Regions from separate parts of the Gossypium hirsutum genome. Here region 2 is linked to region 1. Evidence: chromatin contacts called from public Hi-C data. All regions are on one chromosome and are shown on one strand. The core of a region is the stretch at or near the end of the contact, and the rest is flanking DNA. Distances in the headings are between cores, read along the strand shown. Region 1 holds the start of LOC107952877 (elongation factor G-1, mitochondrial). Region 2 holds the start of LOC121203710.

What was found. Hi-C and Micro-C count contacts between places; a contact is called where the count stands out from the background.
Region 2: a contact with region 1 is called in a Hi-C map of leaf, with 4 times the contacts expected there. The contact joins the promoter of LOC121203710 here to the promoter of LOC107952877 in region 1. A contact is called at or near these places in 2 of 34 Hi-C or Micro-C datasets (both in leaf).

Annotation. Positions count from the first base shown.
Region 1 is chrA07:37,397,526-37,402,596 of Gossypium_hirsutum_v2.1, reverse strand. It overlaps LOC107952877 (elongation factor G-1, mitochondrial), which reads left to right and starts at 2,798. Exons shown (of 20, transcript XM_041118157.1): 1 at 2,798-3,333; 2 at 3,418-3,639; 3 at 3,723-3,844; 4 at 3,941-4,091; 5 at 4,554-4,625; 6 at 4,781-4,876; 7 at 4,972-5,060. The coding sequence starts at 2,929.
Region 2 is chrA07:37,871,186-37,876,256 of Gossypium_hirsutum_v2.1, reverse strand. LOC121203710 reads left to right here and starts at 2,142. Exons shown (of 13, transcript XM_041074150.1): 1 at 2,142-2,157; 2 at 2,240-2,370; 3 at 2,426-2,443; 4 at 3,719-3,816; 5 at 4,293-4,376; 6 at 4,489-4,560; 7 at 4,672-4,743; 8 at 4,856-4,927; 9 at 5,039-5,071. The coding sequence starts at 2,142.

The sequences.
Region 1 (5,071 bases), core at 1,549-4,048:
TGTGGAAGGGATGAGGTTGTTTGGGTGGATCACATGGCCATGTGGGTGAAAAATGTAAATATTCAAAAGATGTTACACGATTGTGTCGTCGGGCCATGTAACAAACTGTGCCCTGTGCACCAAATTCGATCTAAATATGTAAATCACACTGATGTGCCATATGCCCATGTATGGCACACAACCATGTATCAAGCCGTGTCAACCTGTAAATACCTTCCAAAACAAGCTTTTTAACCTTAATCACTTATACCACAAGTAACACTTCATACTAAGTTTCAACAATTTTGAATGCATTAAATAACATAAAAAACAACACTTGTATCAATCAACCTAAGTGCCTAACTAATATGCCACAATTGACACCTTAATTTAACAATTAGAATTCAAACAAAACATCATATTCAACAAATCCAATATGACTTCCAGGACACCTTAAAACAATTAAGATAACATACATCATTTGACCACTTTAAAGACCATTTAACAATGATTCAATATCAAGCATATAAACATGCACAAGCCATACCAAAACCCTTTAACCTAGCAAGTACAAACTATACTTTTACTAATTACCTCAAGCATATTACCTTATCAATTTATAAGCAAAACACCAACCAACTCAACAAGACAACGTTGCCATCACTCACATATTTATACATATATATACAAGGTTCTCAAAATGCCAACAATATCCAAATTAAGCCTTATTTAACCAAAGACTCCTTAAGTACATGTCATGACCCAAATTAAACTATTACCAACTTTTCAGTTCGGGATTGTCGTTAGATGCTGAGTCAATGATTGAAATGTAAAGTACCTAACTTGCGCATGAAAAACAAAACCGTACGCTGAGTAAACTTAGTGGTATTTCTATAATCCAAACATTAAAACATAATATAGTACATTCAAATGCACGAGTTAGAAGTAATGGATGATATGCAAATTAACATGTAAATTTCCACTTCTTCATAGCTTCTATTAACAAAATTAACAAAATTACTAATATGTAGCATTACACTACCATTTCGCATTCATTGAATCATCAAATTTTAATATCCTTTTTCATCTCAATTTATAATAATCAATTTCTCAAGTCCACAACATAATCATCAACCAATCATCAATTTGCATGTGTGAAAGTATAACTCATAACAATTGAATTCAATTGCATAATTATAACATTATATCATATTTTAAAACTATTCAATTTAGTCCTTATCACCAACTATTAATTCAGATCGATTTATTTAGCTCGTTTTATCATTTCCAGGTTACCTTATGTTATTACTGTGCAGCGTAGTTCGTAAATGCAACAATTGAAAAAGGTTTGAGTTATAGAAATACAAACCGTAAGCTCCGAGCTATTCATCAACGACTTTGTCTTTTCATTTCTTTTTTGAGAAATCCAAGTCGATGTTAGCTATGCATTAACACAAATATACTAGTTCATCAATATACAAACAAATTCATACTCAATTGTAAATTTATGAAAAATATGCATTTTATTCAATTTAGTCCCTAAGATTGGGACTATAGTACTTCTAGGACCTTTTATTTCTCATTTTTACCACTAATTTTTAAAGTTATGCACTTTAGTCCCTATTGCACAAAATCATCAATTTACTTTACAATTTAGTCATTTTTCAACTCTAAATTTAAATTCTATCAAATTAACACCAAAAACTTCAACTATTCAACAATGGTAACATCCTCAATCTTTAATAGTATCGAAAATACGACATGGGTCAGCTAACTTAAATTATCAGGATTCCGAAAATATAAAAATTACAAGAAAAAAACTAAATTGAACATACTAATTGAAGCTTTAAACTTTGAAACCCTTGGTCATTGGTCTCCTATTTTTCTTTCTCCCCGATTCGATTTTTGCATGAAAATGGATGAAATGTTTTTTTTACCTACTTTTCCCCCTAACTTGTTTATTATTATGTTTTATTATTAAATTAATTTAGTAAAATTTTATCACATTTTCTTCTATTACAAAGTACATTACCGTCCAGTACCACTATAATAGTGGTTTAATTGCTATAAAAATCCCTCAACCAAGTTCTACTTATTAATTCATTAACAAATAAAATTGACATTTTTATGACTTAGTCCCTATACCTTAATTTAGCAGTAATTCGATAAAAATTACCTAACCCAAATTCAATTCACTTCTAACACAACTCCATAAATATTTAATAAAAAAAATTTACGAGTACGATTTATGAAAACGGGGTTCCAAAACCTCACTTTTCGACACCACTGACTTTTGAATCATTACATAACTGCTAAGACATATGGTTATGGAGATTAAAATGGAGGATGGACTTTATCACTATACTTTAGGGACCAATTCAAACATTGTCATTAAAGACATGATGGAAGATAAGGAGAGACGACCTCCTAACTAGTAATAGCTTGAGTTTGTATCTATCTGTTACCCAACGAAGGAAAGGGCACTACCTTTGGTTGCTAGATTTGGTGTATGTTGTGGAGCTCTTTTATGTGCTGATTATTTTTTGGTTGTTGCATAAGTAAATGATATCAAGAATTCTTTCTTCAATAGAGACATGCCATGATATTGGCTACCGCCTATATTTAGGCATTGGCTTCAAAACATGACCTCAGTGGTATGGTTGAGATATGAGGTTGGGACCCTTGTGCTATGGTTTGTTGGTCTCTTTTTGGATTGCTTTAGGGCCCAACTACATATTTAGAACAGGAACTAATGGGCTTATCGAAAGCAAATGAAGTCACCAAATAGGCCTGGACGAATATCCAAATTAACCGACCACCGGAGAAAATGAATCCGAATTGTTCCTGATCCTAACCCGCCCCTTTTCAGAACCCGAACGGGAAAGTAAAAGCCCCTTATCTTGGGTTTAGGGTTTTACCCGCACCAAGCAGCACTATCCATATTCCACCATGGCGCGATTCCAAAGATCCGCAGTCCCGCGCCTCCTTTACACCTTGTACTCCACCAAAGCGGCGCCCTACTCTTCCCCCTCCCCGACGGCCGCCCTCCTACGCGGGAACTTCGAGGTCCGTCATTTCGCTGCTGGCAACGTCGCGCGAGCAAAGGACGACAAAGAACCATGGTGGAAAGAGTCCATGGAACGACTCCGAAACATCGGAATCTCCGCTCACATCGACTCCGGAAAGACCACACTGACAGAGCGGGTTCTCTATTACACCGGCCGGATCCACGAGATCCACGAGGTTCGCGGGAAAGACGGCGTCGGAGCAAAGATGGATTCCATGGATTTAGAAAGAGAGAAAGGAATTACTATCCAATCTGCTGCCACGTATTGCACCTGGAAAGATTACCAGGTTCGTATGGTATTTTGAATTTGACCTAATTTGACTCTTTGTGTTACTTATTATGACGTGCAAATTTTCCATCTGCTGTTTCAGATTAATATAATCGATACGCCTGGTCACGTTGATTTTACGATTGAAGTCGAGAGGGCGCTGCGTGTTCTTGACGGTGCCATTTTGGTTTTGTGTAGCGTTGGTGGTGTACAAAGTCAGTCAATTACTGTTGATCGGCAAATGAGAAGATACGAGGTGCCAAGACTCGCATTTATTAACAAGCTCGATCGAATGGGAGCTGATCCATGGAAAGTTCTCAACCAGGTACATTCATGTAACTGAATTGATGTTATTGAACTTCACACATTTAATAGTGGCATGCTGATCGTTTCTGTGCCTGGTGTCAGGCAAGGTCTAAGCTTCGGCATCATACTGCGGCTGTGCAAGTTCCAATTGGTTTGGAAGAAAACTTTAAGGGACTTATCGACCTTGTGCAGCTAAAAGCTTATTATTTTCATGGTTCCAGCGGGTTTGTTTCGATCTCTCTGGTTCACTTAATTTTTCTTCGTGTGACAGCCTTTTCATTTCCTGTTATTTCTTTTTGGTCATATAATAACTATTGCAGAGAAAAAATTGTGACTGAGGAGATACCAGCAGATATGGAAGCCATAGTTGCAGAAAAGAGACGTGAACTAATAGAAGTGGTTTCTGAAGTGGATGATAAACTAGCTGAAGCATTTCTAAGTGATGAGCCTATTTCCCCTGCTGATCTTGAGGTCTGTTCGGGGACTGGTGATTTATTTAATTCTTTTTTTCTACTGATAGAAAGTGTATTTGATGCTGCCCATCTAGTGTCCCTTTTGCATTTAAAAAATGGCAGGGAAAATAGCATGCCTGCCTTCACTTTGACTTGATGCCCATCAAATATTCAGAGTCCATGCTTGCTTCTGAAATTTGAATATGGATGTTATGGGCTGATGGCCTTTCAGTGGATTTACAATGATCCTTCATGTTGAATGGTCTTTCATTGTACTCTATACGTGCTGTACGGGTGGACGATGGAGGCTTTTTCTTGCATCGAACGTTACAATGTGATATTAGCTTAACTATTACCCAAGTGTAGACCACAACATTTATTTTTCTATTGTTTTAACTTACAGTTCTATATGTTGCTGCTTCTTTTTACTTGATTTATGAACTTGATGTGAGTTCTAAAATTTATAGCTTGCTCTGAGCAGGAAGCAGTTCGTAGGGCAACCATAGCAAGGAAGTTTGTTCCTGTATTCATGGGTAGTGCATTCAAAAACAAGGTATTTTATGATTAATTCTGTTCTTTGGTTCCCATTAATTTCAGTCAACCAACTTCTGACAATAAGGCAGCCATCAGAATTTAGATTATTTTATTTGTTTATTTATCTGTTGGATTATTAGATGCCACTTATTTGATACTTTCTCTTCTGCACAGGGTGTACAACCACTTTTAGATGGTGTCCTTAGTTACTTGCCATGTCCAATTGAAGTCAGTAACTATGCTCTTGATCAAACAAAGAATGAAGAAAAGGTATAAAATTGATTACTTCAAGTCCTCCCAAAAAGGTTTTGATGAATCTGGTCAGAAACTTTTTTTAATGTAATTCTTTTGTAATTCTCTTGTAGGTAATGTTGCCTGGAACCCCAGATGGACCACTTGTAGCATTAGCTTTTAAGCTGGAGGAAGGGCGGTTTGGTCAGCTAACATATCTGAGGTAATGTTGCT
Region 2 (5,071 bases), core at 893-3,392, 470 kb before region 1:
TTATGGGATAGGGGTTAAAAGGTTTAGAGTTTAGATAAGCAATAAAATTCCTTTGTAATTATCTTTGTCCCTTGTAATATATATATATTTAGGGTTTAAGGTGATGTTGGTCTAAGCTCTAGGGTTTATGATTTGGGATTTAGGGTTTGGGGTGTGGGGTTTATGATTTAATTTTTAGGGTTTGGGGATAAATATGGTGAACTACATATCTTTTGTATCTTGGATTTTTTATAATATAAATCTAAATAAGATAAATATAAATTATTATTTTAAAAAATAAATATATCAAGTAGGTTAAATCCCAAAAGCATACATGAACAACGGTTTAGTGTGCAATTGTATACATGAACTTTAATTTGATCCAGTTATTGTAAATTATTAACACAATTATTGATATAACATCATTTTATATTTAGGGTTAAGGATTTAGGCTTTATAATTTAGAGCGCCTTAGAGTTTAGTGTTTATGGGATAGGGGTTAAAGGTTTAGGGTTATGATTAAGTAGTGTTTTTTAATTTATATATTAAACGATTTCTTATATAATTGTAAAAGAGATAAAATTAATTTGAATATTATATTAAAATTATAATTACAGTTTAAATTATTTAAGAGATAATAGATAAACTTTATATAAATGAAATGGTTTAAGATTTAATCTAAAAATATTTTGATATATTAAAAATAATTCAATTCAAATTAATTCCTCTACACTTAATTTATTTAAGTGAAATTTAAACTTAAAATTGTCATAGAATATAACAAATAAAAATGAAATATAAAAACTAAGAGATTAGTGGTGTTTATTTAAAAAACGCCACAAAAAACATAGCAGTTTAACGAAAACGGCGTCGTTTTAATTGGATTTTTAGGGGAGTACCGGCGTTTTTTTTAAAAATGCCACAAAAAGCAAAAAAAAAGTATAACGTAAACGGCGTCGTTTTATATGAAGATTTAGGGGATGCAAAAAAAATAGTACTTTAAAGTAAACGTCGTCGTTTTCATATGTACTCTACAGTAATATGGGTTTGAATCATAGTTGTATTAATTTTTTTTAAAAAAAGGCAAATTATGCTATTATCCCATGTACTATATGTAAAATGTGTATTTAGTCATTATATTTTAATTTGATTAGTTTTAGTCCCTGTATTTTTCAAATCGATCATTTTTTTCGTTTGTACTTTTCAAAATTTAAAATTTTAGTCATGGTGACTCAAATGATAGCAATTATATATGTTTGGTTAAATTATGCTATTAGTCTTGGTATTGTGCGTAAAGTTGTAGGTTGAGTTCATGTTATCCAATTAGATTATTATTGGTCCCTGTATATACTTTTCAAATTTTAAAATATTAATTTTGACACAAATGACAACCGTTAAATCCGTAACTGGCTTTTTGTGAGTAATATGTTTGTTACATTAGATTTTAGAAATAGCAAAACTTAATGAATTTAATAGCTACCATTTAATTAATACTACAATTTTAAAATTTGAAAATTAAAATGACTAAAAATAACAAAATGAAAGTAAAAGGACTAAATTCACAACTTACATATAATTCAACAACTAATAGAAAAAAGTATAATTAAAAATATTTAACTTGTTTATATTTAAAAAATTAATAAATATCAAATGAAAATAACATGTATATATTTATAAAAAAATTAAAACAATATCATTAGGTTTAAATAAATTTACTTTAAATATTTATAAAGATTTAAGGGATTTAAGTAAAATTAAAATAATATCGTTTTAAATGGATATTTAGTGGATTAGCAGCGTTTTTAAAAAAAATGCCGCAAAAAACATAATTGTTTACCTTGAACGGTGTCATTTTCCTTGAAATGTTTGCTTCTTTCTCATGCCCGACACCTATTCCCCCCAACCCAAAACAGATTTCCCCAATTCTCTAATTTCTTCTAATCCCTAAATTTCCCTCAAAAGAATCAGCAGACACGGTTAAGATTTATTGTCGAGCTAACATACATTTGACTTGAATCGCTTTTCTGTTTTGGAGGTTACTCGTTTGCTTCATCGGAGTGTAAAATATCAGGTAAGTTGTTCTTTTATTTGAGAACAATTTATTTCTTCTTTGTTTAACCTATGGGTTTTGGAGGAATTTCAATCATTTTCATATACTTTCAATGTTAGCAAGCAAGGGTATGCATATAAATCTCCTTTTTTGCAAACTCCATTAAAGTTTCTTATCCTCTTTTCTGGGGTAAATATTTATATATTCCAGTTAAATTGAAGTTTCCAATTCTTTTCAAAGGTGCGTACACCACTGAATTAGTTTGTTCAAAGCTAGCAAGGTTGCAATGGCTATACAATTTAAACTGTATTTCTGTTAATGGCGCTTGCGTGTTGAAAGCGGTCAGTTGTTCACTTTCATGTCTGGCTGTTGAAAGCATGAAGTAGATGAATCGAGAGATTTATCTTCATACTGGTACGTATAGGTTTTTCATATGCTATCATTTGTTGGTTTATAACTATCTAACTATTTTTCATTGAGATGTTTGACATAAATGAGAACCAAAACTATTAAGATATTCTCAGAGTAAAAATGGGGGTAAAGCAAGGGACGGGAAGGAACACTTGCTTCTTTTGATGTCTGGTTTTATTAAGATATTTTGCGGATGATACATTACAGTGTCAGTTTGAGATGCAGATTGACTAATTCGAGTATCTGTTTTGAAAATCCAAGTTAGGTTATTAGGATTTTATTAATATGTTCGGTGATTAAATGTAAACTAAATGTAGTAACCATATGACAAAGTATGTAAATCAAATGAAACTGAGCCTTAGGGGCTGAAGTGGATTCAAACAAGTCGAAGGACCCTAGAATGAATGAATTAATTGACATTATAAATGGTAACTTGGAAATTTGATTGATAATAGAATGTTTTGATATCGATATGTTTGAAATGTTATGTTAAAGGAATTGAAAACAAGCCTTAGGGGCCAATTGTGGATTAACGAGTCTAGGACTCGGAAATGTTATGCAATAAATTGTAAAAAAGAGATTTATATGCACTCAAGGGTAAAATATTAGTATCTAATTGCAGCTTTTTGGCATATCCTTTTAAGTCGATAACAACTAGTTGCTGCTATGTTTGGAATAAGCTACTTTAAACTTCCACAAGCTTTATGCAATAAATTGTAAAAAAAAAGATTTATATGCACTCAAGGGTAAAATATTAGTATCTAATTGTAGCTTTTTGGCATATCCTTTTAAGTCAATAACAGCTGGTTGCTGCTATGTTTGGAATAAGCTACTTTAAACTTCCACAAGCTTATGATTAAGGGTATGTCTTTTGAGTTTTGATTTTTCATTTTTTTATCATTCCTAGTGATGATATACTGTAGATTTTGTTATTACAATGCCTTCAAAGGGGATGATTTGATTGATAGAAATCTCATTACTTGTTATTATTGGTTTCCCACTCCAACTAAAAGCACTCTCTCAAGTATATGCATATATTATGGATTACTACATATATAGTTTTTGCTTTCCCACAAGATTGAAATTAAAAAAAAAAATTTACTTTGAAAAGTTATAAAAGAAAGTTTTTTTTAAGTCTTCCTAAAATCATTGTTATATGGCCTCCTTCATTTTCATTGTTAGTGTTTGCACCATCGAAAGCTTTCCTTTTATTTCCTTCTCAATACCTCAAAATATTGATGGCTTAAGCTAATGTATTTAACTTCAAACACTTACCAGATTGCTAGAGTTCAAGATGCTTTGTTGACTGCTTGCAAGCTTGCTAATGTTTTCCCATCTGTGTCAGCTTATGTCATTTTGTTGCTTCACAAGCTAAAGTTAGTTATTATTGATTCTTACAGTTTTTAACTACTTATGAATTTTACTATCTGATTTTGATGGAAGTAGACTTGGCAACTTTGTACCCATCTGTGTTCATTCGTTTTTCTCATGATGCGGTCATGTTTAAATTATTTTATATTCTTATAAAATTTGATACATAAATAATTTGTATTATATACAATATGCAATATTTCTATTTTCATGTTATAATTATGTTATTTGCTTGTATCATGGCATAATATAGCAAGTAGCTGTATTATGGCAGATAACATTCATTTTTCAGCTTGATTCATTTCTCTCTATAATCAAATTAGCTTATTTGGGAAAATTAGAATCCATTATCTGGTTTTAATGCTTTTAGGAATTCAGATGAGGTTAACCCAAAATATCTATGGCATATATACAAAGGCATATCATATTTTTCTTTTGATTGCTGCTTCACTAAAAAAAAAACACTTTCTGTTTGGACCAGATTCAGCATCAGTTACTACTTCCTGCTCCTCCTGCAACTATTGGTTCAACTGAAGCTGCCATTTAATGTTCGAATTAATATTTGGTACTGATATAGATAAAGTTTTTATATTTGCTTAAACTAAAAAAATATTTGGAGCTACTCTTATAATCTTACATGTGTCTGTATTAGTGAATTAATGTTGTATGTATTTCAGTTACTGCTTCCTGCTCCTCCTGCAACTATTGGTTCAACTGAAGCTGCCATTTAATCTTCGAATTAATATTTGGTACTGATATTGATAAAGTTTTTATATTTGCTTAAACTGAAATATATTTGGTGCTACTCTTATAATCTTACATGTGTCTGTATTAGTGAATTAATGTTGTATGTATTTCAGTTACTGCTTCCTGCTCCTCCTGCAACTATTGGTTCAACTGAAGCTGCCATTTAATCTTCGAATTAATATTTGGTACTAATATAGATAAAGTTTTTATATTTGCTTAAACTGAAATATATTTGGTGCTACTCTTATAATCTTACATGTGTCTGTATTAGTGAAATAATGTTGTTATGTATTTCAGTTACTGCTTCCTGCTCCTCTTGCAACTATTGGTTCAACTGAAGCTACCATTTAATCTTCGAATTAATATTTGGTACTGATATAGATAAAGTTTTTATATTTGCTTAAACTGAAATATATTTGGTGCTACTCTTATAATCTTACATGTGTCTATATTAGTGAATTAATGTTGTATGTATTTTAGTTACTGCTTCCTGCTCCTCCTACAACTATTGGT